Regions from separate parts of the Ovis aries genome. Here region 2 is linked to region 1. A link is a contact called in public Hi-C data. All regions are on one chromosome and are shown on one strand. The core of a region is the stretch at or near the end of the contact, and the rest is flanking DNA. Distances in the headings are between cores, read along the strand shown. Region 1 holds the start of DCPS (decapping enzyme, scavenger). Region 2 overlaps KIRREL3 (kirre like nephrin family adhesion molecule 3).

Region 1 (3,999 bases), core at 526-3,025:
TTTAAATGTATTTCAATAAACTTTGTATAAGTCTTTTCCATATTGGTCAGTCACATTTTTTATGAGATTTATTCCTTAGCATGTCGTATTTTCTGTTGCTAGTGAAAAAGGTATTTTTATTTATTTTGTGCTGCAAAAAGCTTTACTTTTTCCATGTGGTCCAAAGCTTGAGAGAGGGTGTTAAAAAGCTGCCTAATGGCTGTAGAGAGGGGCTTCAGGCAGAAGCCCTGACGTTAGGGGGCTCCTAAAAGGCCCCTGGGTTCCAGAGGTTCCTAGTCTTGCTTGAGGGTTAGCCTTTTGAAGAGATATTCGTCCAGTCCTGCCTGGGGACCAGCCAGCCTGTGAAGGTTGGTCAGGTGGTTACCTGTCTTCTTGATGAGTTTCACCTCCTTATCTAGGGAGTGGTTCTCCAGGAAGTCACAGATGTGGGGGTCTGCACGGGCAGAACCCGGCCATGCAGATCCAAAATGGCCTGCTCTAGGTTCGTCTCCAGGAGAAGGGCAGCTTCAATAGCGTCCTGGGTTTTACCCCCACTCCTCTTGAGACAGCTTCTGCACCTCCAGGAAGAGGGTGCAGCCGCTGCGCTGGCTTGGCATTTTCAAGAAATGCTTGAGGACCCTCGCGCTTCTCCTTGGACGATTTGCAAAAGAAGTGGCCCACACCCTCCAGAGCCACCATGCTGCAGTCCAAACAGAAGCCCAGAGAGAGGGAGGTGTAGAAGGCCCGCAGTGTAAGTGGCTGACCGCGGCCACCACCTCGGTGGCGTAACTCTGATCAATCTGGGAGCTCACGGTTGATCAGTAATAAGGAGTTAAGCTCCAAAAATGGTGCTGGCTGGTCCTGGTGATCGTGGACAGCTGAGTGACTGATTCTGAAGGCTGCCACTGGAAAAAAGATTGGAGGGTGGTGGGAGGCTGGAGCGAGGGCCATCCCTGGGTCTGTTCCGTCCAAGCACTGTTGAAGCAAGAGATGGATCTGCCAGACTGCAGAGGGAACTACAAGTTATTTTTAGATTATACTTTTTGTCTGTTACTGGTGAGCTTCCCTGGTGATTCTGCCTGCTAATGCAGGAGACATGGGTTTGATCCCTTGGTGGGAAAGATCCCCTGGAGAAGGGAATGGCTACCCACTCCAGTATTCTCGCCTAGAAAATCCCATGGACAGAGCCTGGAGGGCTACAGTCCATGGGGCTGCAAACAGTCGGACACAATGCAGCAACTAAACAACAACAAGAGGTGAAGACTAAAAACCTGGCTGAAATAGATTTTTCAGTTTGAATTCCTGGATCATGTAGGCAGTATGAATCTAAATTCTAAACCTGAATGGAAATTGACCTGTGATTACAAGTTTTCAGGATTTTTGTTTTTCCCCCTTCTCTCCAGAGCCAGATGTTGAGGCAGATAAGTTTCCTATTTTTTGTTTCCTCCAGTGGGACAGCTTTTAAAAAAATTTCTAGGTAGTTGGCCTTTCATTGAGGTGATGGCCCTTTACAGATGCTGCAGAGAAATTATAAATAGAATTTTTACACGGCAGTGTCTCTAGCTAGAGACCTACTGCCTTCTCTCTTCCCTCAGCACCGGCCTCCACGAGGGCGGGCCAGCACAAGGGGATCAAGGACAAGTAAACCCGAATTAAAACGCTGGATGGGAGCAGGTCCCAGGAATCTGAGCTCCTAGGCTCCTTAGCGCCGAAGAGCCCCCGGCTCTGGGCACGAAGCACGTCGGGAGTTGTAGTCGCCACCCCTGTCGGAGGAGGGAGCAGCTTGTGAGGTTTGCGCAGGCGCACACCTCCCGCCCGGCAGCATGGCGGAGCTAGCCTATCCTCAGAGCAAGAGAAAGCGCGAACTGGACGCCGAGGAGACGGAGGCATCCAGCACAGAGGGAGAGCAAGCGGGCGTTGGGAATGGGACTTCTGCCCCTGTCCGCTTACCTTTCTCCGGCTTTAGGGTGAAAAAAGTGCTGAGGGAGTCTGCGCGGGACAAAATCATTTTCCTGCACGGGAAGGTACCAATAGGCAGTTCTGGGGAGGGGATATGGAAGCGGGTGACCCAATCGTCGCCTCGGAGGCGGATTTTTTTTTTTTTTTTTTAATAGATTCTTCGGAAAATACCAATCGCTTTCCTGCGTCGGGGGAGGCAGAGTGTACTAAAATGCATCGGAGGGTTGGTTGGTGGAAGGGACAAGATTATCCGTGAAATTAACTAAGGGAATTAACACGCGTAGGGCTAAATTTCCTAATTCCTCTTTTACTAAAATAAAGAACTAACACCAGTAGAGTGTATTGCCGATTAAAAACCACATGTTGAAGTCCCTAAGCATTCATCGTTCATTCTTTGAACCTGTAAGATGCTAGTGAAAGTGAAAGTGTTAGCCGTTCAGTTCTGTCTGACTCTGCGACCCCATGGGCTGTATCCCACTAGGCTCCTCTCTCCAAGGGGTTCTCCGGGCAAGAATACTGGAGTGGGTTGCCATTCCCTTCTCCAGGGGATCTTCCCAACCCAGGGATGGAACCCACCTCTCCTACATTGCAGGCAGATTCTTTACTGTAAGGTGGTAATTCAGTTCAGTCACTCAGTGGTGTCAGACTCTTTGTGACCCCCATGGACTGCAGCTCACCAGGCTTCCCTGTCCATCACCAACTCCCAGAGCTTGCTCAAACTCATGTCCATGGAGTTGGTGATGCCATCCAACCATCTCATCCTCTGTCAGAAGCTAGTATATGTTGCTGGATGGTCTTGTTCATCCAGGCCCCAGGCAGTGACATAGAGACTGTGGGAGGTTTGATCCTTGCTCTACAGGACTCCACCCCAACAGGGGAGACAGTTTATTCAATTGCTGGTCCAATTCTACATGTCATGAGCTGACAGGCCAGCATTGATGAGAATTACCATCTTTGATCTCCAGGAATGCACAGTATCTTCCAGTAGGCAGACACCGCTGGCTCAAATACTATGTGCTCAGCTTTCTAGCAGGGACTCAGGAGAGACCAAAGACCACCCCAAGAACTAGTGAGGAGGCCGTCAGAGGGTTCTCCAGAACTCCTGGCAAGGGCTTTCCCTTTTGAGCTCGGGGGAACCTGAGGCATCTGAGCCCATCTCTGTGTCTCATTGGCCATGCGGGAGCCTAGTTCCCTGACTAGGGATGGAACCCATGCCTCCTGCATTGGAGGGCCGGAGTCTTAACTACTCGACCACCAGGGAAATCCCTGCATCTCTTGTGTTTTAGCAAGGTTCTGTCTGGTTCTCTGAGCCTACCTGTCTTCAGTCTGTGGTGCCTGCTGAAGATTTTAACCAAGAGAATCTTTGAGCTTGAAGCTAGTTGGGATACCCAAGAGATTCTACTTTCTGTTTCAACGTTGACTGTTTGTGTCACTTTGGGCAAGTCACTTAATCTTCTCTAGACCTCAGATTCTTCATCTGTAAAATGGGGAGAATTTGACAGAGGCCTTGTGAGCCTAAAAGAGAAGATAGCAGAGAAGCTTTGCATCTTTCAGAAGAAGGATGCCACAAGGATTTGGGCTGATGAGAAGACATCTTCTGTGGGAGAGGAAACATGAGTACCTTTGGCTAGACTTCCCCAGAAGGAAGACTGCAGGGAAGGAAACCCCGAGTGTTGGGATTGCAGAGGCCCTGGGAGTGTTTACGTTTGCTCTCCAGGCCGCCCCTGTGGTTCTGCCTCTGGGCCCACTGATGGTGTCTCCCCCACAGGTGAATGAGGCATCTGGGGACGAGGATGGGGAGGATGCTGTTGTGATCCTAGAGAAGACACCATTCCAGGTGGACCAGGTGGCCCAGCTCCTGAAGGGCAGTCCTGAGCTCCAGCTCCAGTTCTCCAATGATATCTACAGCACCTATCACCTGTTTCCTCCAAGGCAACTCAGTGGTAAGATGGGAGTGGAGGTGGCTGGCTGTGGGCAGAGTGCTGGTGGGGAAATAGGGGAACAATGACCACTCCACTACAGACTTACGTGTTCCAGTTTCAGTGGCCCCATGTGGAAGGA
Region 2 (3,999 bases), core at 869-3,368, 700 kb after region 1:
TGGAGGTAAAGAGCAGCGCCAGCCGTGGAGGAAAGCTTCTCAAATTCTTACTCGTGCTTTTGCATAAGGGGTGATGACTTCTTTCATTTTTATCAGTGCTTTTTCTCAAGTGCTACAAGTTAGGAAGGAGAAAGACCAGAGGTGATGCCAGAGGTTTCTGTGGCTTACAAAGGACCCGTGGGACCAGAATTCCTCCTCAAGGGATGGGCAGCAAAGGATTTGGGTCTTCATCCGAGTGTCTGAAGTGATGGTCCTGTGCTTACTGGACTTCCTCGGTGGCTCAGATGGTAAAATGTCCGTTTGCAATGCAAGAGACCTGGGCTTGGTCGCTGGGTTGGGAAGATCCCCTGGAGAAGGAAATGGCAACCCACTCCAGTATTCTTGCCTGGAGAACTCCATGGACAGAGGAGCCTGGTGGGCTACAGTCCGTGGTGGTATGACCTATGGGCAAGTTATGGAATCTAAGCCTCAGTAGTTCTCATCTGCAAATGGGTATGACAGTCCGGGCTTTTTGTCACATGGCTGAGAGGATTAAGTAGGTGAATGCAGGCCAACTCAACAAAGGACCTGGCCACAGGCCTCAGTATAGCCTTCCCATGGCTGGTTCCAGCTTAGGGCATCAATATTAGAGAAACACAAGGAGATTATGAGAAGTTTTGCTTCTTTTCTGTTCTCACCATTCCCCCTCTCTATGGAAGGGGCCCAGAAGGAAGACTATGTTTGTAAAAGGAGAAAGGGCATCAAGTGGCCAAATTGGGGGACAGCAAAGCAGAGGACCAAAGGCACATATCACCTTGCTGCAACACCTTTTCGTGTGGGGAAGAGAGCTACCTCTATTATTTTTTAGCAAATTCTCAAATTACACAGCTCTGCTTTTCCTCTCTGACCTGTGTTAGCATCCAATCTGCAGTTTCAAATGAGGTTTTGCAAACCTTATGCCAATGGTTTTCTTCTCTGACATGAGATGCTCACTGCCATGTGCCAGCGGAGCTGTTAGTAGAATGGACAGAGCATCCTACCTCATCCCAACCCCACTGCAACCTCTCCCACCCTCAGGAAGACAGGCAGTGAGGACTGGGCAGATGGCAGCTCTCCTGGCTCCTGAGAAAGCAGCGAGGGACGGTGGTGGTGACTCAGGTGTGGGAGGCTGCTCGGGCTTGAGCAAACCTCATCTAATCCCACTGGCAACTGAAACCTAATGGTCGGCCACGCAAGGTCTGACAATTTCAGGCAACATAAATGGCCAGTTCCACCAGCCCCTCAGGCTACACAGAGGAGACTGGTGAGGGATGCTCAAAAGATAACTTGTCATCCCACAGCCCACTATCTTAGTTTATGATGTATGTGGTTTGACCCGGAGCCTTTGGTCCATCCTGCTTGTAATTCTCAAAAGGCAAACAAGGCAGCTGCCTCCCCCTAGAAGATAAAGGAAGAGACCAGGAGTTCTTGGGACCAAGAGGACCCCTCCACTTCCCTCAGACAGAGCACAGGGCATCAGCTACCAGTGCCCACGTCAGGATTTGGTTACCCTGCCCAGAAAGACACACTTTCAAACAAGCAGCCATGGCTCGCAGCAATTTTTTAATGGTGACTGTTTCAGTCCAGAGGTAAAAACAGTGTGACTCCTCTTGAGCCTGCCCAGGAGATCAGGGATAATGAGGACTAATTTGAGCATGTTTGTTTGGCTTTTTCGGCAGCAGAGTGGAGCAGCAGCAGAAATACTGGCTCTTGGATCATTAAAGGGGCAAACACTTGAGAGGAGCATGGGCTCCCCTGGGGAGAAGCAGGATTCCTGGCTGCCAGCCGCCTGCCTGGGAGGACTAGCCCACCCATCACCCCCAGGACAGACCTCACTAGCTGAGAGCTCTCTCACTCCCTCTCTCTGTAGCTCTTCCAAGCCTCTTGAGCAGTTTTAACTGTGCCCACCTACCTCTTGCCATTTCACGCAGGCATGCATCCCCCTTAGCACTCTGCCCTCTTATCCATCAGAAAGAGGAGAAAGGAAGCGAGCCTCCTTGGGGAGCCTCTGCTCCCAGGAAAGTCTGCTCCTCCCTCCCATGCCCTCTGCCCACCCTCAGCTGCCCCAGCCCGGTGGCCCGGGGCAGAGAGGGGCCCTATTACCCTGGCCTGGGAGCCTCTCTTCCTGGTACTAAGGGATGGCCTTGGGCCGCCTGCTCTCAGCTCACTCTTGGGCTTTGCAAGCGCTGCTGCTGCCACCATCAGGCAGATGTAGGAACTGCATAGCTCACCTGGTTTTTAAGATCCCCAAACTTTCTATTTAATGTTCCAACAGCTCTTGACCAATGTGGTCCTAAGACAAACACAGGCCCTCTCCGCACCAGACACACGGACCCAGTGTCTTATGCAAGACAAAGGCTTCAGAGTCCAGCTCCCCAAAGAATGACACTTCCTGTGATCGTGGGGTAGACGCCAGCATCCTTAAGCAAGGCATAGAAAAGTGCGGGCCCTCGGACATAGAGAACAAAGCCACGGGGAGATTAATTGGCAGTTGTTCTCTCTCTGTGACCAGGGTACTGGGGCAGGGAAGGAAGGCGGTCGCTCCCTGTGCGGCACTGGGACGGGTCCCCAGGAGACAAGTCAAGTTCCTGTTCCCTGCACGCCTGCATGATGAGCCAGCCCGGCCCCATGCCACTCTGAAGCTGTCATAGCTCCCAGCATCGCCAAAGGTGACAGGTGGCCTGTCACACCGGAGCTGTGACACCTGTGACGCGTGCAGGCGGCTGACAGAGATGGGGACTGGCATGCAGGAGAGAACAGAAGGCCCGACTGTTTCTTGGGAGGGGTCAGTGGCTGCCAGAGGGTATTTCTCTTGGCAGTGTTCCTGGTGACCCGATGGCCATTCAAGGCCTTGCTGGGAGAGGAAGAGCTTCCTATGGGGCAAGACCATACTTTAAACTCTCAGGGTCTTTCCTCTGTCCTCTGTGGGGGCGTCTCAGCTTCTGCTCTGGTGTGTGGTGAAGTGGGGGTGTCAGAGGGACTGCTTTTTCTTTCTTTCACTTTTTCTCACATTCCATTTTTTTGGCCACACTCGTGGCATGCAGAACTTCCCTGACCAGGGATTGAACCTGCGCTTCCCTGCAGCGGAAGCATGGAGTCTTAACTGCTGGACTGCAAGGGAAGTCCATGCTTCAGTATTTCAATATTCATTCACCTCCTAAGTGCTGAGTAGTATGTGACACACAGGCTATAAAAGAAATGGAGGTTTTAATCAACCAGCTAAGAAAAGCACCTGCCTTGTGTTTGCTTTCGCTTTTGTCAAAACAGTCACAAAGGAGTTTCCTAGGTAGCATCTCCTTGGTTGCTATTCAGCCCAAAAGGCCAACCTATCATTTCTCCCTGGGAAGAGGGGACTGGAAACCTTGAATCCTCAAGGTAACACTGAAGGTCAGACAAAGGAAGGGATCAACTCAGGAAGAGTCTGGAGTAAAAACAAGGGAGAGAGCTGCAACTTGGGGTCACTGTTCAAAGGTTAGCTTCCCAATTTCCATAAGGAACCCCCAACGCCCTTCTCTGTGCCTGGGCAATGAGGACTCACACAGGTTCTAAGAACATGGCTCATCTCAGGCTCCAGCTTAGCAGCTTCTCCTGCATCCGTCCGTTTTGCTGATGTGGATCCACCAGCATCTTGAGATGCGCCAAGGCTTCTGGACCACACAGTCAGCTGGATGGGGAGCCAATGCAGTCATCAGCCGAACCGCTCCGAGGTTTATGACAGTAGATGACTCTCACTGCTATCACGGCGGTGAATGAAGCACCGCTTGCGGAAGGTCATATACACACACTAAATTATCATCATTGTCATCCTGACCACCGTAATTATGGCCACTGCTGCTGCCACCAACCACAACCCAAGGAATCTGTCTAGTACCTGCAAGAAAATGAGCTGGACAAAGAGATCGGTAACACATCACAGACCTCCTACTGCTACTGCTGCTGCTAAGTCACTTCAGCCATGTCCGACTCTGTGCGACCCCATAG

Evidence for each region. A called contact is a pair of places that touch in the nucleus more often than the background predicts.
Region 2: a Hi-C map of hypothalamus shows a contact between it and region 1, with 3 times the contacts expected there. The contact joins the enhancer-like site here to the promoter of DCPS in region 1. A contact is called at or near these places in 2 of 16 Hi-C or Micro-C datasets (hypothalamus and tail adipose tissue).

The regions. Positions count from the first base shown.
Region 1 is chr21:27,106,558-27,110,556 of ARS-UI_Ramb_v3.0, forward strand. It overlaps DCPS (decapping enzyme, scavenger), which reads left to right and starts at 1,776. Exons shown (of 6, transcript XM_012101890.5): 1 at 1,776-2,003; 2 at 3,707-3,881. The coding sequence starts at 1,803. It overlaps LOC114110110 (a long non-coding RNA gene), which reads right to left and starts at 2,021. Exons shown (of 4, transcript XR_009597829.1): 1 at 1,930-2,021. TIRAP (TIR domain containing adaptor protein) reads left to right here. Exons shown (of 6, transcript XM_060404009.1): 6 at 1-40.
Region 2 is chr21:27,806,718-27,810,716 of ARS-UI_Ramb_v3.0, forward strand. All of the region lies in intron 1 of KIRREL3 (kirre like nephrin family adhesion molecule 3), which reads right to left. Among named protein-coding and RNA genes, the nearest start is that of KIRREL3, 12 kb to the right of the region's middle. Within about 2 kb of position 2,119, at least 11 of the 54 cell types and tissues checked have an H3K27ac peak or open chromatin away from gene starts, as enhancers often do. A contact at or near this core is called in hypothalamus, where this site is marked.